7 separate regions of the Mus musculus genome follow, and regions 1, 2, 3, 4, 5 and 7 are each linked to region 6. A link is a contact called in public HiChIP or PLAC-seq data. All regions are on one chromosome and are shown on one strand. The core of a region is the stretch at or near the end of the contact, and the rest is flanking DNA. Distances in the headings are between cores, read along the strand shown.

Region 1 (2,700 bases), core at 104-2,603, 360 kb after region 6:
TTGTTTTATGAAATAGGGTTTCATGGCCTTCAGCATGCTGTGCAGGCCAGGCTGGCTCCGCCTATGTCCACCTCCAAGTGCTGAGTGTGCACTTATCATGCTTGCTTTTGTCTTTTAAATGCTGTCTGGCATTTAGGGTGCCTGGTGTCCGAGGAGGCCAGAAGAGGGCATCAGATCCCCTTGGACTGGAGTTACAGATGGTTGTCAGCTGCCAAGAGGATGTTGGGAACTGAACCTGTGTCTGCTAGAAGAGCAGCTGGTGTCCTTAACCACTGATCCATCTCTTCCTCCTTAAGATGGCGTTTCTCTGTGTGGTTCAAGCTAGACTCCACCTTCTGGGCTTCACTGACCCTTCTTCTGTGTGGTAGCACAGGCTACCACAGAGGCTGTGAAGCTCAAGAGACCCAACCTTCCTGCAGCGTGCAGGATTAAACCTATGGCCATACCTGCGCTGGGCACGTGCTCCTCACTGGACTTTCTTACCATCTCTCAAGTGTAGCGCCAGAATTCAGGCCTCGGACTTTGTTTGGAAAAGTGGGAAGGGCACTTTGAAGACTCAAGTTGAGGGGGAAAACAAAAAACAAAAAAACCCACTTGCAATGGCATTCTCTAAGCAAGACCCAGTGTGGGGTGGTGGCACTGTATGCAATTTCTGGTACTCAGGAGAATCTGTGTCCAAGGCCAGCCTGGGCTACACATTAAAACCTGCTCTCAAAAAAAAAAAAGAGTTCTATAATTAAAATCTCATGCCACTCCCTTCCCAGAGTTCTGGTAGTCATCTGGGACCACAGATGACCATCCCATCCCCTCTCCCTCACATATGGAATCTAATCTTGCAACTGTTCACTCCCCACAGCTGTGAGGCAGGCAGCTGACAGAGGACACTAAAATTATCTGGAGGATAATCACAGTGTCTGAAATATTTCTAAGGCCAGAAAACAGAGTTCCTGAGCGATGACCCTTGCTTGTGTGCTTTCGGATAGAGAGAGGAACTCTGGGCCTAAAGAAGAAAACACGGGAACTCCCAAGGTTAGGTTTATTTTATTATTTCTAGAACAATTTCACCACAAAAATGTCAAAGAGAAGCAAAAGAGGAAGCCATCAAGGAAGGTCTGAGAGCCTCTTTCATTGCTGTTATTAAATAAGCCCCCCTCCCCCCCCACACCCCTAATTCCGTACCCTCTTTAGCACGGGGATTCAGTGGTAAAAGGGTGCTGGCTCAGCCAGAGCCATGATATGGGGAAGAGGACACAACTGGTGGGGGCTGAGGGATCGGTGGGCCGGACTGACCAGTTCCTCAGCATGTGACTAACCTCGTGACCGACCTTTAATCACAAATTCCTTATAGGCCAGAGTGGGACAAAGGTTAGGCAGGTGTGGTTTCAAACTCTGTCAGCTGCTGGGTGCTCTTCTCAGTGCTAATCTACTCAGAACCTAAAACAAAACCGCCATCAGGGCAGGGTCTGGGCTCAGCCCTTCCATCTCTCCAGAACTGGCAGTGGAGGCTCTTCCGAGGACCTCAGGGAAGACGACTCAAAAATAACAGGGCCAGATTCCCTTTAACTTCAAAAATATTGATTCAAACAGGAAACCAAACTCTGCCAGTTAACCTTTATCAAGAGAAGAATCATATGATGCTGAAACCACAGGGAAGGGAACCCAAAGCTCTTCAAGCTGCCGTTAATAGGACCTTTCTTATGCCAGGGGCGATGGTTTACAAAGCAGAGATCTAAAAGTGTATAAATTTATAAAGAGCTAAGTGTGGAGATATAAAGAGCCTGAGACTTAGGCTCTGTTGCCAGGAACAACTCTTCTGTACGCATAACTATAAGATGAATCCCCTTTCTTGCCCCAGAGAGGGTTTCTCTGTGTAGCTCTGGCTGCCCTGGAACTCGATCTGTAGTCCAGGCTGGCCTCAGACTCACAGAGCGCCTCCTGCCTCTGCCTCCCAAGTGTTGAAATTAAAAGTGTGCACACTATGCTCTGCTCTAATTATTTATTTATTTTAAAGTAACTCTTTAGTCACACAAACAAACAAACAAAAACATAGTCCTATAGCCATCTTTGGGAATATGTAGTGAGTATTAAAGTAATATTAGCAGCATGTTTCCATTTAATATGAAACCTAGGAAAGAAATCCAGGCTGAGCCCTTCATTTTTTTTTTAAGATTTTCTAAAAAAGATTTATTTATTTATTATATGTAAATACACTGTAGCTGTCTTCAGACACACCAGAAAAGGGCGTCAGATCTCATTACAGATGGCTGTGAGCCACCATGTGGTTGTTGGGATTTGAACTCAGGACCTTTGGAAGAGCAGCCAGTGTTCTTAACCGCTGAGCCATCTCTCCAGCCCCTTTTCTTAGATTTATTTACTTATTTTATATATAAGTACACTGTAGCTGCCTTCAGACACACCAGAAGAGGGTGTCAGATCTCATTATGGATGGTTGTTGGGATCTGAACTCATGACCCTTGGAAGAGCAGTTAATGCTCTTAACCGCTGAGCCATCTCTCCAGCCCTTCATTTTTATGGCTGGCCCCACTTCTGTATTTACAATTAATATTGATAATACTGTGTGCGTGCTCGCGTGCCTGGAGAGGCTAGAAGGAGCCTGCTGTCCTCTGTGCTAGAGTCAGGGGTGTCTGTGTGTCACCTGATAGGCTGCTGTGAACCAAAGTCTGGTCTTATAAAAAGCAA
Region 2 (2,700 bases), core at 134-2,633, 420 kb before region 6:
TCCCAGGGTCCCCAGTGGTAGCAGACACATGGCTCTCAGCAAACCCAAAGGGCTTCAGCATCCTTTCTCCTGCAGAGAATCCAGACGGCCTCTGTCCACTCCTGGGACTGCCTGTGCTGCATTCTGGAAGTAGTGTGTCACACAAAGGTCAGACACCAGCCTTTCTGCTAACTGGGGTGTGGGGGCGCTGTTAAGGGGTGTAGCTGTGTATTCCTGTCATGTCTGTGCACACATGCATATTTGTAGCCTCTACAAAGCTGGCTCAGTGAGTATTGGGCAAGTTATCTGTGGACCTGTCGGAGGACTTCTCTCTCTAACAGGCTGTAGTGGCTGGGTATCTCTCCCATCTCATCTCCCTTTATCTGCACCATGTCTGGGTACCTGCATCTCCTCTGCACTGGAGACTGGTGCCTACTAGTCTATATGTCTTTCAGCCCTGGCAGCTGCTATCCCCCACCCCCCTCCCCTTCCTACTTCAGGAATTCCTCTGGTTCCCGTAAGGCCCGTGACTGCCCAGCAGATGGTGTGGAGGGGGCACCAATCCAGTAAAGGCTGAAAGTGTACCACAGGCCCACTCAGCCCCAACAAGAGTGGGCACCTCACAGGCCCTTTCATGGCACAGACCCTTGGAACCCCGACATCCTCAGCACCCTGTGAGGTGCCCACTCTTGTTGGGGTGGGTGTTACGTCCGAGTTTGGGGGCTGTGTCTTTAAGATGGAAACATCACCATGCAACTTCTGCTGGTCCAAGGGCGGGGGTGGGGGTGGGAGAGCTGGTCAGTCCATTAGCTGCAGAGCTGGCGCCAATCACCAGCCCTTTACCGTGCCCTGGGGAGTAGGCAGAGATAAGCTCTTCCCCAGCTCCCTCTGCCTCAGCCCTCGGTTGTGGCCAATGATGGGGGGCAGTTGACAACAGGTGAAAGGAGAACCCCAGTTTCAGGAGACAGGAGGAGGCACGAATTCCCTGGCTTAGGCCAGGTTAGCTCTCCCTCCACCTACCCCACTTCTCATTGCTCAAAACTTGCCCTTTTCCTCAGGTCCTCATATTCCCTAATTTTTACCCCCTCTTCTGAGAGGGCACCCCAGGTCAAGCCATGTCCTCCCATTCTAGGCTCCAGCGTTGGATGCATGCTCTAAGGTAGACCTTAGCCCACCTCCATCACATCCCGGATCTCAGCCAGCAACAAGGGGGAATCAAGCAGGCAGGGTGCCAGCAACCAGGAGAGGGAAGGGGTGGTGTCCTCTCTCTGCAGGGTGGGGCATCCCCCTCCCCACACAGCCCAAGGCTGAAGTCAGGCCAGTGGGAGGAGCTGTCGTGGCCCCCCACCCCCCCTCCCCGGAGACCGCAGGGCTATAAAGCCGCCCCGCATCGGTCTGCAGCTCCTTGCCACCCGGCCTAGTTCTGCCAAGCGCTGAATGCCATCTTCCGCCAGCATGAGCCATCATCACTCGTCGGGCCTGCGGTCCAGCATCAGCTCCACCTCGTACCGCCGGACCTTTGGGCCGCCGCCCTCACTGTCCCCCGGGGCTTTCTCCTACTCGTCCAGCTCTCGCTTCTCCAGCAGCCGCCTGCTGGGCTCGGGGTCCCCGAGCTCCTCGGCGCGGCTGGGCAGCTTCCGTGCCCCTCGAGCGGGGGCACTGCGCTTGCCCTCGGAGCGCCTCGATTTCTCCATGGCCGAGGCCCTCAACCAAGAGTTCCTGGCCACTCGGAGCAACGAGAAGCAAGAGTTACAGGAGCTCAACGACCGCTTCGCCAACTTCATCGAGAAGGTGCGCTTCTTGGAGCAGCAGAACGCAGCCCTGCGCGGGGAGCTGAGCCAGGCGCGGGGCCAGGAGCCGGCGCGCGCCGACCAGCTTTGCCAGCAGGAGCTGCGCGAGCTGCGGCGCGAACTGGAGCTGCTGGGCCGGGAGCGCGACCGGGTGCAGGTGGAGCGGGACGGGCTGGCGGAGGACCTAGCGGCGCTCAAGCAGAGGTCAGAGGGCAGGACCGGGCCTGCCAGACGCTCCCTTCGCTCCCCCTGCCTTCCCCTCCAGATCCAACAGCCCTAGGGCGTGGCCGGGCTGGCCAACCCCAGGGCGAGCCTGCAGCATCCAAGCCAGCCCCCTCCCTGCACTTTGCTCCGAGAGCCTAGCGGAAGTGACCAGACATTAAGGGGACTCCCTTCTCTGTTCCTAGTCCGTTAGACGGGCAGACTGAATCCCTCCTTTTAGATCCAGGACAGCTGCATAAGCAGATGGGGGCGGGGTGCTGGATGTGGCACGAGGTCTGGGAGGTCACCCCGCAGTTCAGCATCTTCCCACTCTGCCTGTCAGGTTAGAAGAAGAAACCCGCAAGCGGGAGGATGCGGAGCACAACCTGGTGCTCTTCCGTAAGGTGAGTGAGGGGTCACGTCGAGTCCCAACACCCCAGCTGCACCCCCAGCTGCGTCTCCAGGGTGGCATCGGTGGGTTAAGGGAGGCCACTCCGTGCTTCCGAGACAGACAGGGAAGACCTGGCCCTTCCCTGGCCTGAGGAGCCCTCCTATTGATCCCCTATTCCCGTTCGCGAAGGACGTGGACGACGCCACTCTGTCCCGCCTAGAACTGGAGCGCAAGATTGAGTCTCTGATGGATGAAATTGAGTTCCTCAAGAAGCTACACGAAGAGGTGGGTGGTCGGGGTGTCTGGGAAGGCTTGGGAGAGACCTCGCTGAAGCTGCGC
Region 3 (2,700 bases), core at 15-2,514, 420 kb after region 6:
GAAAAAGCTGAATAGTAAATTGTTTGAGGCTGGAGTCACTGTTCTGTGGTGGGAATGGTATCACATGAGGGAGCTGATGCATTAGGAAGGGGAGGGGGCCCACACCCAGGCGTACACCCTCAGGCTGGGAGAGTGAGCTCGGGCTTTGCAGTCAAGAGTTTGTTTGCGGTTCCTTTTTACTTCTTTTTAGAATACTTTAAAACTTAGTATCTGACATTCCATGCCTGTACATAATGGTGTTTTGTTTTTCTCAGATTCACCCCTGATTCCCATTTTTCACCCCCCCCATCTTATTGATTTACTTATTTTTAAGATTTATTTATTTAGTATTATGTAAGTACACTGTAGCTGTCTTCAGACACCGCAGAAGAGGGCATCAGATCTCATTATAGAAGGCTGTGACCCACCATGTGGTTGCTGGGAATTGAACTTAGGACCTCTGGAAGAGCAGCCAGTGCTCTTAACCTCTGAGCCATCTCTCTAGCTCCATCTTATTTATTTTTGAGGCAGAGTCTCACTATATAGTCCCAGCTGGTCTGGAACTTACTGTATAGACCAGGCTGACCAAGAACTCACAGCAATCCTCCTGTCTCTGCCTCCTAAGAGCTGGGATTAAAGGCGTGCACCACCATGCCCAACCCTTTTTGACATATTGACCGTGTACTCATGAGACCAGTTTCTTGGTTTCAGTCAGCTGCTTCTTTGCAGTTATATTGAAAGGACGGACCCTGGGCTCCATCGTCAGTAAATTCAGACTCCTTCCTTTTCTCCCACGCTGGATTTCCAGGAGGCAAACAGTGCACCCCACAGCAGAATCTGATCTGTTAGCTTTTCCTCGTCCTTTTCAGAGAGAGCGATAGAAGCCCGCAGAGCACTGGGAAACTGGAGAACACCTGAGCTCCAGGATCCGCCTCTGGGATAAGAAACTAGTTCAGCAGGAAGGGAGCACGGCCAGCCCCTTAAGGGTCACATGCTTAAGGTGCCCAATCTCATCTCACATGCTTAATACCTCAAATGTCACCAGGTGGGGAAGACTCTCTAGGGAACGCTGGGAGAACAGTGCGTGGCTGTAGTGGCAAGCTGACCTGAGAACACCTCTTCGTCTTTCTCTATCCCTCTTTGTCCTTGTGTAATTTAATTATGTCCTTTCGTACCACAGCTTTTAAAGTCAAAGACAGTTATTCTTGTTGTCTGTCTGTCACCTTAAATCACCAGAGTCTGTCCCTCCTCTTCTCCTCCCGTCGGTCTTTTCCGGTGCAAAGGACAGCAGTGCTGCTTAGGTTGGCCACTGCTGGTTCCTCTTCCGATCTCCAACACACCTGCTCTTTCCCAGTTAACCGTGAAGCAGCTGTTAATTCTAAAAGGCAGGAGGAAATACCAAAATGCACAGACAGCTTACTGGGAGGCGGGTCACACCCCTGTTAGCAAACAACAGTCAGCAGGTGTTCAGACGTCCAAATGTACTTTTGGAATCATGCAGAAAAACTGTCCTTTTTTTACTTTCAAAACATAGACCAAAACAAAACGGTCTCCATGTGACTAGCCGGGGTCATACTTTAGACTCTGCACCACCCTGCTCTTCTACTGACAAACAGTGAAGGTCGTCGGGCTTCCTGTGAGCTCTCAGTAAAAACTCCAGAGTCAGCCTCAGATCTAGTTTTCAAGGAAGGCAATGAACGTGAGTTGGTTCCCCCCCCCCCCATTTTGATTTTGAGACAGCCTTGAATATGCAATATTCCTGGGGCTCCCACCTCTCAAGTGCTGGGGTCACAGCCACACACACACCCATGCTCAGAGCCGCCCCCCCCCCCCCCCCGCCCTCCACCCTTTCACTATGTAGTCTACACTGGAACTTAACATCCACCTGCCTGAGCTTCTCAAATACAAGAATAACAGATGTTCTGGGACTGCAGGCATGTACTACCACCTGGCTCAAAAGCTGTCTGTCTGTCTGTCTACCACCTGTCTGTCTATCTGTATATATATTTTATATAGACCACCTGTCTGTCTATATCATCTATATCTGTCTATCTATATACCTATATATCTTTAACATAGGGTCTTCCTCTGTAGCCCTGGAACTTGCTATGTAGACCACGCTGGCCTCAGACTTATATTGATCCACTTGCCTCTCTGCCTCCTCCCAAGTGCTGGGGTCAAAGGTGTGTGCTAACCATCCTGGCTTTCTGCTTCTTTGATCATTTGTAGTCTGAGCCTGTATAGCTATCAGTGCAAGTTTTTATGTGTTCTATTATAGTATCATGCATATCTATATTAGGCAGGGTGGTACAGGCCTGTAACAGCAAACACAAAACTCACAAATAAAATATACATATTTATTAGAAAAAATCTGAGTCTTAGATTTTTTTAAAAATATATATTTACTTTGATTTTATGTGCATTGATGTCTTTCCTCCATGTATATCTGTGTGAAGATGTTAGAACTCATAGAGCTGGAGTTACAGACAGTGGTGAGCCGCCATGTGGGTGCTGGGAATTGAACCTAGGTCCTCTGGAAGAGCAGCCAGCCCTCTTAACCACTGAGCCACCTCTCCAGCCCTGAGTTTTAGAATGTTATTGAAACCATTGAAGATCTCCACCAAGCAGGATAGCCAGGGCTACACAGAGAAAGCCTGTCTCGAAAGACTAAGGCATATACCACCAATCCTAGCCTTTCCCTTTTGGTCTTATACCCCTTCC
Region 4 (2,700 bases), core at 25-2,524, 340 kb after region 6:
CTTCACTTTTTTTTTTTCAAGAGAGAATCTCACTATGTAGCCCTGGCTGTCCTGGGATTTGCATTGTAGACCAGGCTAGCCTTAAACTCAGTGAGACACACCTGCCTTGCATTGTAGACCAGGCTAGCCTTAAAATCAGTGAGACACACCTGCCTTAAACGTGTGAGTCATGGGAGGTTACACCTGGCAAAGTTGATTCGCAAGCCAGGTGTTGTGGTGCGTGCCCATAATCCCAGCTTCTGGGAGGTAGAGACCGGAGGATCAAGAGTTCGAGGGCAGCTTCTGAGAACAGCCTGGGCTATGTGAGATCCTGTCTCTGCCCCACAGAGAAGCTGACTCAGCACATTATGAAGAGTCCTGTACTCCTTCACTCCTTCAACTCCTTCTACCTTCTCACCTGGACCTTCCTTCAGACTCCCATATTTCCTAAAAACCAAGGATGGAGGGAAGAAGAGCAGGGTTTAGGGGAAATCGGATTTTGCTGACCTACAGATGGAAATGGTGAGGTGTTCATCTCTTAATATCTCAATGCATTAAGTGATAAAAAATTTTTCTAGACAAAATGGTTTGTTTATATAAGAAACACACATGGGATGGTGATGACTGACTGATTGGGGGGGGCACAGGGGCAGCTCGCTGTGAGGGGAGCCATCCCTGGGCTCTATAAGAAAGCAGGTTGAGCAAGCCAGTAAGCAGCACCCCTCCATGGCCTCTGCATCAGCTCCTGCCCGCAGGTGCCTGCCCTGACTCCCCTCAGTGATGGACAGTTACCTGGAAGTGTAGGTGGAATAAACTCTTTCCTCCCAGTTTTTTTTTTTTTTTTTTGGTTCTGGTGTTTTGTGTTTTATCACAGCAATAGAAATCCTGATAAAGGCAGAGAAGTGCTTTTCTCCAGATACAAGATGTTTGTCTACGCTTTCTGTATTTTCAAGTGTTTGATAAAAATTGTATTAGCCTTACAATAAGCGGAAAAGGAGGAGGAGGGGGAGGAGGAGGAGGAAGAAGAGGAGAGAGGGAAGGAGGAAGGGAGGGAGGGAGGGAGGGAGAGAGGGAGGGAGGGAGGAAGGGAGGGAGGGAGGAAGGGAGGAAGGGAGGGAGGGAGGAAGGGAGGGAGGGAGGGATACTTTGTATCTAGTAAGCTAATTCAGTAGTTTACAATCTGGGCCAGGAGAAACAGCACAGCTGTCTGAGTCCTCCCTGCTCTTGCAGAGGACCCAGGTTCCGTTGCCAGCAGCCACACGGTGACAGCCACACGGTGACTCACGCTCAGCCACAGCTCCAGCTCCAGGGATTCCGACGCCGCCTTCTGACCTCCACGGACACCAGGCACCCGTGTGGCACACGCATAAAATATAAGACTAGTTAAGAATCCCACAAACCCAACAACCAGCGAAGCTGTCGGGATGACGCGCTCGGGCGGCGCTGGTTTTGAAGTAGCTGAGCGTACATAAGAAAAAAAACGCCCAGAAGAGTGTTTCTTCTAAATATGGTATACATCGCAGAATACAGCCCAAAGAAATTACTCAAGACAAGACTCTTCTGCCAAGATGCTCAGAGCTAGAAGAGAATCTAATTATTGGGAAGTGATGACACAGCATAATGAAACACGTCCCCATAAAAGGGGAAGCCCATGAGCTCGGAAGATGCATTCTTGAACTATGTGACAAAGACTAAACAGTGACAAAGTAAAACAAATTAAGGGAGGTGAGCATTGATTAAAGCCCAGCTTTAAAACCCAGATACGGGCTGGGCGTGGTGGCGCACGCCTGTAATCCCAGCACTCGGGAGCCAGAGGCAGGCGGATTTCTGAGTTCGAGGCCAGCCTAGTCTACAAAATGAGCTCCAGGACAGCCAGGGCTATACAGAGAAACCCTGTCTCGAAAAACCAACACCCCCCCCCAAAAAAAAAAAAAAAAAAACCATATACACTGGGCAGTGGTGGTGCATGCCTGTAATCCCAGCACTCAGGAGGCAGAGGCAGGAGGGTCTCTGTAAGTTCAAGGCCAGCCTGGCCTACAGAAAGAGTTCCTGGACAGCCAGGGCTACATAGAGAAGTCCTGTCTCAAACCCCCTAAAATAAACAAACGGAAAGAAACAGAAATTCAGTGGAATGGGAAAACAGAGAGCTTATGATGTGTGTGTGGCAGGTGCCACTGGTTGGAAGCAGGAAGCAGGGAGTTGGCGTAAATCAGATCAGAAGAGATGTCTGACCTGTGGCTGATACATCAACAACAGCCATTCAGGGAAAGAAACTGAAAAATACCAGGATTCCTCAAGAGGCAACTTTACATCTAGATCCTTCCTTATCTCGCAAAGGACTGAAGGATCACACGAAACCATTAATCACAAACTTTAATTTATATGGATGTGTCTTTTATAAGACACGTTCAGCTACAGTGAGGAGTCAGGTACAACAGTCAAACTTTCAAACTATATAAACTAGAGGTGACATACTAAACCAATTAAAAGTTAGGTTAATAGGAGTATGAATGCAGGGGTGGTAATATACACCAATCTTCCCAGAGCTTGGGAAGAGACAGGAAGATAAGGAGCTTATGACCAGCCTGGGCTACAAGTGACCCTGCCACAAACCAAACCAAACCAAAACCTGGATTTGGCTCCTAGCACCCACACAGTGGTTCACAACCATCCATAACTCCAGTTCCAGGGAGTCTGGCGCCCTCTTCTGGGCTCCCTGGG
Region 5 (2,700 bases), core at 117-2,616, 400 kb before region 6:
TTAAGAGCACCGACTGCTCTTCCGAAGGTCCTGAGTTCAAATCCCAGCAACCACATGGTGGCTCACAACCATCCTTAATGAGATCTGACTCCCTCTTCTGGAGTGTCTGAAGACAGCTACAGTGTACTTACATATAATAAAAATAAATTGTTTAACTAAAAGCATATATATTTAAAATAAAACGACTCAAGGGGTTGGGCAAGGAAATTATTTGGAAGACAATCGCTTTTAAAACCAAGCTGAGGGCTGGCGAGATGGCTCAGCGGTTAAGAGCACTGACTGCTCTTCCAAACGTCCTGAGTTCAAATCCCAGCAACCACATGGTGGCTCACAACCATCCGTAATGAGATCTGACGCCCTCTTCTGGTGCATCTGAAGACAGCTACAGTGTACTAATGAATAATAATAAATAAATCTTTTAAAAAAATAAAATAAAACCAAGCTGACTGTCTCTGTGTGCTCTGTTTCATCTGGCTAAACAGCTGAATAGATGCTCAAAGGTATAAAATCCGTAGGTGTGAAAAGAAGTGGCATATGGAAGGGGAGATCCGGAAGCACGCCTATGTTCCTGGCTTGCTGGTCAGCACCCTTTAAACTATGCAGGGAGTGTGCAATCCGAGCTTCCTGAAGCAGGAAGCTGCGAGTTTGAGGCCACTCTCAGGTGGGGTGGGGTGAGACATTGCCCACCCCCATCTCCATCATCTGGCAGCCTCACAGTTGCCTGCCAGTAAGGAGCAGGTGAGCCCTCTCATCCAGACCGGTGGAAGGAAACCTGAAGATGCAGAGATCTCCCCACCCAGGAGGAGCCCTTCAATTCTGATTAACAGAGCTCCAGCCACCCTGGGCCTGACCACATCCCACCAGGGTGTGAGGTCCGAGTGGACACAGGATTTCTTGGCTCCTCGTTCTCGTTGGGCTCCAACAGTTCAGGTACCTCCAGCCCTCTCACCCATTAGGCTCCTATCTCCTGCAAGAAGTGCCCATGGTTCCCAAAACCCGGCCGTGCACTACGTTCAGAGTGTGGTCAACAGTGGTCTCGATGGCCAATCTTTCCCACAATTCCGCGGTCTTCATGAGGGGCCAGCCCTCGGTTGGCTCCAGCTCTCGCGAGAGTACGGTAATGCCCGTTGCAGTCCAGACTGGCCTTCCCGGGCTTCAGAACAGCATCCTCCCTGGCTTTCCGCCCCCATCCTGCCACTCGCGCTCCGTCCTCGGATTGGCCGAGAGAGCTGGTCAGTTGTTCTCCCATCAAGAAAACGTTTCGGCGACTAGTCCTTCTCTGGCCCCGCCTTCGGAGCCTGCGGATTGGGTGGCTCCGTGTGACGTCACGACCCTCCGAGTCACCGGGTACCAGCCAATCAGGAGCTTGGCGTATTTTACAAACCGGGGAAGCAGCAGCAGCCGCAAGCAGAAGCAGAAGCAGAAACCCAAGAAATCGGCGAAAAACCCGAGGAAGTAGAGGTGACCCGGAGGGCCTCCTGGAATGGTGCGGCACGAGGATCTTAGAGGGGAGTCCTGCCGAGGTTCCTAGGGAGGAGAGCAGTTTGGAGCTCCGGGGCGAGATAGCAGACTTAGGGTTTCTGGAAGAGTTGCCAGGAGAGCGGCCTTGCTGCCGGTGCGGGCTTCTAGGCACATGGATTGGGACCAAGGGGAAAGAATCAGGGATATCAGCACCCATGCTTTGAGAAGTGATTTGCTTTGGTCCTCAGTCCTGTCTACCTTCTTCTCTCATCTCCATTATAGCCGCCATGACTACCCTCCAAACCAATAAGGATCCCCATCTCCGAGGTGTATCTCCCAACCCTAGCAAGATTCCAGTACTCTCCCAAAGATGCCAAGATTTTTCCTCAGTCAAGTCGCGCTCTCTGGACCAGGAGAACCAAGATCCGAGGGTAGGAGGGGCTGGACACAAGGAGGCACCTCGAGTCAGCAATGCACCCCCACCCCCCATCCCCACCCCACCCCCGCACTGAATCCCAGCTTTTTCCCCCTTCCCCCTAGACACCAGCACAGAAACCACCGCGCAGTACTCAACGTCAACGTCCACTCACTGACACGGCAGGCCTCAGATCGAAAACCTTGCACCAGACTGAAAAATCACCAAGCTTGAAGACCCTGCGGAACCCTCTGGAGGAACTCAAGCCTAGCTCTGGGGGATCAAATGTGGGGCTTGTGACCCATCCCCAGACAGGTACCTGTTCCAGACCTGGGGGCAGCCTACTTGGCTGAGTGAGAATGGGAGACCCAAAGTGGAGGTCTTGCATACTGCAAGAGACCTGGGTTTTGTCCAGAAACCTCTTTGCTCTGAGAAACCATCACTTTCAGCAAAATGCCATCTTTTGCCTGGCATGGTGGTTCATGCCTCTAATCCCAGCACTTTAGGAGGCAGAGGCAAGTGGTCTCTGTGAATTGGACACCTTTTACCTATTGAACTCCAGGCCTAAACAATTATATTGTATCTAAAAAAAAAAAGACATCTTCTGGGCCTTTTTAGCAACCCTGGGCAAGACAGTCACAGTCATTTGCTCATTGTTATGCTGAGTCTTTATAATCTGTCCATACTTCAGCTTTAATTCTTCCTTTTCAACAATAAATATATATATATATTAAAGATTTATTTATTTATTATATGTAAGTACACTGTAGCTGTCTTCAGACACTCCAGAAGAGGGAGTCAGATCTTGTTCCAGATGGTTGTGA
Region 6 (2,700 bases), core at 158-2,657:
TGTGTAAAACAAAAATGAGTGGATAAATGCGTAAATAAATAAATGTTCAAAAGTAAACTTGAGAACAACTGCCTTAGTCAATTGCAACCGTGTCCTTTCTACTGTGGCTCTGTATATACTGTTTACAATTTTAAAATCTTTTTTTTAAAAATGTTTTTCTTTTCTGTTTTTCTGCTGGTTTCCTATACCACGGTGACACGTTTACAGGGACACACACCCAGCTGGTTACTGTAGTCTATAACCAAAAGCTCTCCTCAACTGAGACCCTCAAAGGTCTTCACCACCCACCAATGTCTCTTTTTTGTCGTTTTTGGAAACATGGTCTTAGTAGCCTAGGCTAGCTTCAGACTTGTGGGAATGCTTGTCTTCTGAGAGCTAGAATTACACGTGGGCAAAAGGTCTATCCCTGGACTCTGGTGATGGAATGTGGAGCGAATGGCGGAGGGTCCTAACCATTTGTAATGTTGGATAAAACTGCCCGCTTCACTGGGACATCCACTAACTAGCTACAAATAGGCGAGACTGTTATTTCCTTATTTTTGCTGCGGTTTGACTCTAATCATTACATGTCTGAAAACACTCTGCGGTGGGAAAGGTGGTTAAGGCTTCCTCCTCTGGCCGGATGATCTATTTTCTTTCTTGATCCCTCTCTACTGTTCACCGTTGTACTCTGTTAGCACAAGTAAATAAGGATCTGGCTCCAGGTCTGTCTTGCACTGTATATCTACAGCCTTAAGTTTCAGCCGTGATTACGTCACCCTGGCTCTTATCTTTTAGGAATCAGGATTCCCAGATTTTTTGGGGGGGGGAAGGGAAGGGGATCCCCGTTCCCCAGCCAAGAAGACCAGCAAAGCAAGAGAGGAGGCAAACGCCGGAAGTCCAGATCAGACGGTCCTCCTCCCCAGCGGTCTGGCGGGAATTTTTGGAATGAGTTGTGGATTGCTCAAAATTCCTCACTCGGCCGTGGGGCCCCAAAGGGAGGGCTGGGACGTGCACGTGTCTGTCAAGGCTATACTTTAAAAGCCCACTCTGGGCTTTGAGTTTTGATGCCACGCCCAGGCCAGCACCACGGAGGACGCGGAGGCTGACCATCGCTGGGCTCCCGGCGCTCCGATCCCTGCCGCGTCACTCACCCCGGAGTTACACCCCACGTCGAGCCCTAGGATCGGCCTCTTCTCGGGACCCTCGGGAGGGAAGAGCTGCCGAAGAAGCTCCGGGGGCAGAAGGCGGAGCCTTTGCTCGGGAGGGTGGAAGCGGGAATAATGAGGGAAATTTCCGAACGGGGCGGCCCCGGGTTCCAGAGCCCCCGGATGCTCTTCCTCCACAGCCTCTCCAACGCCCCCTCTTGACAATGTCCCGTCTGCGGCCATCACGCTCTGTCCCTCGGTTGGGGCGGAACCGGAAGTCTGGAGCCCGCGGAGGGAGGGGGCGAGCGCAGCGCCAGCGCGCATGCGCCTAGGGTAGAGGTCTGAAAGAAGGTGAGTTTAGGTAGGTGAGAAGACCCCAGTGCCTAGTCGGGGCTTTCGGTATCCTATTGGAGGCCGTGATCGTCCCCTCTTACTTAACGGACTTGCCCAACTTGAGTTGAACCTTGGGCCACTGACCAAAGCAAGGAGTTTGTGGGGGTCTTGAAAGTGAAGTTGGTCCAAGTTTCTTTCTTTTCAGATACACAAAGTGAGCTGTAAGGAAGGGGGATTCCTTGTCTGGGGAGTATGTGTGTGTGTGGGGCCTGTGACGGGGTCACACAACAATGCACTGACACAGGAACTTGAGCCTGGTTTAGAAAACGTAGCTGGAAGCTCTAGAACACTTAAGGTGCCACAAGGGGACCGACAGACATAGTAACTATAGACTTCATTCCAGAGGATGGAGTTGCTACATTGATACTTTTCAGCTGTGAACCTCCTATATTTATCATAAATCCTGGCGCACGGTTGTTCAGTAAATACTTGTTGAATGAAAACTGTACAAGATGCAAGTGACTAAGCCGTATCTGTTTGGGGGAAGAAAGAAAATGGGAGAACAGAGTTAAATTGAAAGAGATGTGTTGAGATAAACTTAAGACCAAAAGTGGGCCGAACTCTGTAAAAATGGTTCAATCAGGAAATGCTTGCTGGGTAAGCTCGTGGACCTGAGTTCGGATCCCAAACACCCACATAAAAAGCAGGGTGTAATGGTGTATGCCTGTAATCCCAGACTAGCAGATCTCTGAAGTTTGCCGGCTAGCCAGCCTAGCTGCGTTGGTGTGTGCTCCAGGCCCACTGAGAGATTCTGTCTCAAAAGATAAGGTGGGAAATGATCGAAGAAGATGCCTGCCATCCGCCTCTGGACTCTACACACGTGTACACACGCTAGGAAATAGTAATACTTTAAAAGCTTTTTAAATGTGGTCTGGGGTGGGGAAAGCTGGTGAGGAGAGAGACTGAGGAGTCAGCCTCCCTTAGTCTCTGTTCTATTGCTGTGGAGAGACAGGTAACCATGGCAACTCATTAAAAAAATAATTGGAGGCTTGCTACAGTTTCAGAGGTTTAGTCCATTATCATCATGGTGGGAAGCAGTAGCTGAGAGCTAGACCCTGATCCATAGGCAAAAAGAGAGTCCAGGCTTAGCCTGGGCTTCTGAAACCTCAAAACCCACCTCAGGTGACAAACTTCCTCCTACAAGGCCACACCTCCTAATCCTTTCAAAGAGTCCCACCCT
Region 7 (2,700 bases), core at 185-2,684, 460 kb after region 6:
GCAGGACAGCCTGAAGCTGGCTGGGAATACAGCTCAGCCTGACCTTGAACTTGCTGTCTATCTGCTTCCCCACATGAACGGAGCCTTCTCCCTTTCCTGTCCCTTCTTGATGGCTTGATACTTCACCACCTCCATTCCACCTTCCTGACGCCGCACCCCTTTAATACAGTTCCTCGTGTTGTGCTGACCCCCAATCATAAAACATGTCTGTCGCTACTTCAGAACCGTAACCTTGTCACTCTATGACACTCTGTGTGTAAGTATCTGTTTCCCAGTGGTCTTAGGCGACGCCTGTGAAAAGGTCACTGGACCCCAGAAAAGGATCTCAACCCACAGGCTGAGAATCACTGCTTCAGAGCCTGAGTTGCCTCTGAAATGTCTGGGACACTGCTCTTCATGTTAGATAGATAGCTTGGTACATGTCTTCCTGTTTGATGGCTTGTATTCCTGATACCCCATCTTGCTTACTTCATCTATAAAGACTACATTTATTAAATCAAAAATTGGAGGGTTTTATTTGTTTTATAAAGAGCTATGATACTTAAAATACAATTGTCATGGAGAATTCTAAATATTTTACTTTAATCTGGTAATAATCTGAAGTCTTTTCTATTCAAATAAAGGAGAAAGTCTTAGAAATTAATCTCTCTCTTTTTTTTTTTTTGAGACAGATCTTATGAATCCTTGGTCAACCTGGAACCCATTATGTAGCACAGGTTTGCTTATATTAATTAATGTTAATTAGCTGGGCAGTGGTGGTGCACATCTTTGATCCCAGTACTTGGAAGGCAGTGGCAGGCGGATCTCTGTAAATTTGAGGCCAGCCTTGTCAATATACAGTGAGTTCTAGGACAGTCAAGACCACACAGAGAAACACTGTCTCGAAAGAAAGAAAGAAAGAGAGAGAGAAAGAAAGAAAGAAAGAGAAAGTTAATTAAAGAAAAAAAGGATATATAGATAATAGAATGTTTCTAGAACTCCAGCTTGTAGTTAATATTAGAACTGGACCGGTATAGTGATGAATGCCTTTAAATCCAGCCCTTGGGAGGCAGGAGTTGGAGGACAGCCTAGTCTGCATAGCAAGCTCCAGGGTAGCCAGTCTTAAAAAAAAAAAAAAAGTATTTGTAAGGAACATATCTTAAAAACTATTTTGTGAGTTGTAAATAATGTGACTCCTGATGCCTCAGAGGCAGGATCCATCCCACCCCCACCCCCATCGCAGAGAGGAGCCGAGCTCTTGGACAGCGTTGCCAAGCTAGTGAACTCACCCCAAGGCAAGCTGTTGCGCTAGTGTGTCAGCTCCAAGCTCTGAGTCCTGAGAGCGCAAATCTACCGCCCAATGAAATGATACAAGAGCTGGAACTTTGGGAACCGACTCCAAGATCTCACTGCAGTGCTCCCTAGTCAGAGCCCTGTTGGTACCTATGAGTAAGAGACTTGAGACTGTGCGTGGCCTCAGTGACCGTTGGAACTTACGGCGCCATCGCTGGGCGCACACAAACTCGCCTGGCAATGCCTGCTATGCTCCCAAAGACCTCTCAGACCTCCATCAGTGCCAACTTCCCAGCCTGCCTCAGCGGAAGGACTTCCGGGAGGACACGGTGGACATCCTCACGGGAAAAGATTCCCCAGTGGAACCCTGCAGCAGCATTTCTGCCCAAACAACTGACTCCCGCTTGGTGAGATGACTGCTTAACTTCTATATTAGCATGATATTATAGGGACGGTTTGTGTGGATAAATCGGCCATATTCGAAGACAGATCTTGTGTGGCATCCTAATTGCTGAAGCTGCTCCTATAGGCCTTACTCTTCGGTGTTATCACGACCATAGACTTTAGGGCTGGAGAGGCAGCGCTTTGCCTAGAATCAAGCACCGTTGTTGCCAAGGGCCAGGGCTCACAACTGTCTGTAATGTCTCCAGGTGCCCTGATGCCGCCTTCTTACCTCTGTAGGCACCCAATGCTCACAAACTTGGAAACCAAAATCCTGTAGCTTGTGCTCACAATTTCAGGGTGAAGTACTCTACTCCAGCTCTGAAACTTTTTAAAAGGCCATTGTACTGACACTTCCTCAAAAGGGACTCCAGAGGTTGGTGCCAGAATTTACTGGGATCTCTGTGCAGGGTGTGGTATAAGCAATTTAAATAAATTCTAAGCTCCTTGTAAACTCATGGTTTAAAACTGGCCTCTTAATGTTCTGAGGAAAAGAGTAACAAGCCATAATCAGTCAGGAGCCATACTTTCTGTGTGGCTCATACTCAGAATCCCAGCATTTGGGAAGCTGAGGCAGAAATACTGGCTGGAGTTCAAGGTCTCAAAACACAGCAGCAGAACAGAGAGCCAAAGAGCAGTGACTGGAGGGGCTGCCAGCTGACTAGGAAGGAAACAGTTAATCTCGTCTGAAGCCTCTCTTGTGGGAGCATTGTCATCAAGCAAATGTCTTGATGAGGTAGATCCAACAGCGCCCACTGAAGACAGGTCCACCAGATTTTGTGATGTCACCTTATTTGGGGACTGTAATTAAGCTTCTTAAACTGAGAGCATCCTGGACTACTTAGGTGTGTAATGAATTCACTGCCGTTTCTCCTCAGAGTCAGAAGAGGAGACAGAAGACACATTGGCCATCTGAAGGCAGAGACTGAAGTTACAAGTCTACAGGCTAAAGAATGGCAGTCGAGGAACAAATCTCTCCCGGGGCCT

What was found. HiChIP or PLAC-seq counts read pairs in DNA pulled down with a chosen protein or histone mark.
Region 1: an H3K27ac HiChIP or PLAC-seq map of embryonic stem cells shows a contact between it and region 6, with 5 times the contacts expected there. The contact joins the enhancer-like site here to the promoter of Bcdin3d in region 6. A contact is called at or near these places in 2 of 39 promoter capture datasets (cranial neural crest and neural stem cells), 1 of 15 datasets of contacts at CTCF or cohesin (the NIH/3T3 cell line) and 6 of 115 datasets of contacts at active chromatin or transcription factors (bone marrow-derived macrophages, embryonic forebrain, embryonic stem cells and 1 more).
Region 2: a contact with region 6 is called in an H3K27ac HiChIP or PLAC-seq map of embryonic stem cells, with 6 times the contacts expected there. The contact joins the promoter of Prph here to the promoter of Bcdin3d in region 6. A contact is called at or near these places in 3 of 39 promoter capture datasets (hippocampal neurons, liver and stem cell-derived epiblast-like cells), 1 of 15 datasets of contacts at CTCF or cohesin (embryonic stem cells), 2 of 484 Hi-C or Micro-C datasets (embryonic stem cells and liver) and 4 of 115 datasets of contacts at active chromatin or transcription factors (T-cell acute lymphoblastic leukemia, embryonic stem cells and stem cell-derived neural progenitor cells).
Region 3: an H3K4me3 HiChIP or PLAC-seq map of embryonic stem cells shows a contact between it and region 6, with 5 times the contacts expected there. The contact joins the enhancer-like site here to the promoter of Bcdin3d in region 6. A contact is called at or near these places in 3 of 39 promoter capture datasets (the 3T3-L1 cell line, the SN4741 cell line and hippocampal neurons), 2 of 484 Hi-C or Micro-C datasets (cortical neurons and ventral hippocampal neurons), 8 of 115 datasets of contacts at active chromatin or transcription factors (T-cell acute lymphoblastic leukemia, embryonic midbrain, embryonic stem cells and 1 more) and 1 of 9 other capture datasets (embryonic stem cells).
Region 4: a contact with region 6 is called in an H3K4me3 HiChIP or PLAC-seq map of bone marrow-derived macrophages, with 5 times the contacts expected there. The contact joins the enhancer-like site here to the promoter of Bcdin3d in region 6. A contact is called at or near these places in 9 of 115 datasets of contacts at active chromatin or transcription factors (bone marrow-derived macrophages, embryonic basal ganglia, embryonic forebrain and 4 more) and 1 of 9 other capture datasets (embryonic stem cells).
Region 5: a contact with region 6 is called in an H3K4me3 HiChIP or PLAC-seq map of stem cell-derived neural progenitor cells, with 4 times the contacts expected there. The contact joins the promoter of Troap here to the promoter of Bcdin3d in region 6. A contact is called at or near these places in 5 of 39 promoter capture datasets (embryonic stem cells, hippocampal neurons, liver and 2 more), 3 of 115 datasets of contacts at active chromatin or transcription factors (embryonic stem cells, extraembryonic endoderm stem cells and stem cell-derived neural progenitor cells) and 1 of 9 other capture datasets (pancreatic islet).
Region 7: an H3K27ac HiChIP or PLAC-seq map of embryonic stem cells shows a contact between it and region 6, with 7 times the contacts expected there. The contact joins the promoter of Fam186a here to the promoter of Bcdin3d in region 6. A contact is called at or near these places in 2 of 39 promoter capture datasets (embryonic stem cells and hippocampal neurons) and 7 of 115 datasets of contacts at active chromatin or transcription factors (embryonic forebrain, embryonic stem cells, extraembryonic endoderm stem cells and 2 more).

What each region holds. Positions count from the first base shown.
Region 1 is chr15:99,834,043-99,836,742 of GRCm38.p6, forward strand. The region is part of intron 2 of Lima1 (LIM domain and actin binding 1); the gene reads right to left. Gm17057 (a long non-coding RNA gene) reads left to right here. Exons shown (of 2, transcript XR_384452.3): 2 at 137-1,979. Among named protein-coding and RNA genes, the nearest start is that of Gm17057, 17 kb to the left of the region's middle. Within about 2 kb of position 1,354, at least 66 of the 459 cell types and tissues checked have an H3K27ac peak or open chromatin away from gene starts, as enhancers often do. A contact at or near this core is called in bone marrow-derived macrophages and embryonic stem cells, where this site is marked.
Region 2 is chr15:99,053,791-99,056,490 of GRCm38.p6, forward strand. It overlaps Prph (peripherin), which reads left to right and starts at 1,384. Exons shown (of 8, transcript NM_013639.2): 1 at 1,384-1,973; 2 at 2,314-2,374; 3 at 2,551-2,646. The coding sequence starts at 1,417.
Region 3 is chr15:99,889,632-99,892,331 of GRCm38.p6, forward strand. No RefSeq gene overlaps it. Among named protein-coding and RNA genes, the nearest start is that of Lima1, 16 kb to the left of the region's middle. Within about 2 kb of position 1,265, at least 127 of the 459 cell types and tissues checked have an H3K27ac peak or open chromatin away from gene starts, as enhancers often do. A contact at or near this core is called in embryonic stem cells, where this site is marked.
Region 4 is chr15:99,813,502-99,816,201 of GRCm38.p6, forward strand. All of the region lies in intron 4 of Lima1 (LIM domain and actin binding 1), which reads right to left. Among named protein-coding and RNA genes, the nearest start is that of Gm17057, 3.1 kb to the right of the region's middle. Within about 2 kb of position 1,275, at least 21 of the 459 cell types and tissues checked have an H3K27ac peak or open chromatin away from gene starts, as enhancers often do. A contact at or near this core is called in bone marrow-derived macrophages, where this site is marked.
Region 5 is chr15:99,073,607-99,076,306 of GRCm38.p6, forward strand. It overlaps Troap (trophinin associated protein), which reads left to right and starts at 1,367. Exons shown (of 14, transcript NM_030159.1): 1 at 1,367-1,486; 2 at 1,744-1,892; 3 at 2,002-2,191. The coding sequence starts at 1,749. Gm34284 (predicted gene, 34284) reads right to left here and starts at 1,063. Exons shown (of 3, transcript NR_155351.1): 1 at 950-1,063.
Region 6 is chr15:99,473,323-99,476,022 of GRCm38.p6, forward strand. Bcdin3d (BCDIN3 domain containing) reads right to left here and starts at 1,408. Exons shown (of 2, transcript NM_029236.2): 1 at 1,134-1,408. The coding sequence starts at 1,370.
Region 7 is chr15:99,930,224-99,932,923 of GRCm38.p6, forward strand. Fam186a (family with sequence similarity 186, member A) reads right to left here and starts at 1,435. Exons shown (of 4, transcript NM_028180.3): 1 at 1,269-1,435. It overlaps Gm21917 (a long non-coding RNA gene), which reads left to right and starts at 1,157. Exons shown (of 4, transcript XR_003951483.1): 1 at 1,157-1,679; 2 at 2,592-2,700.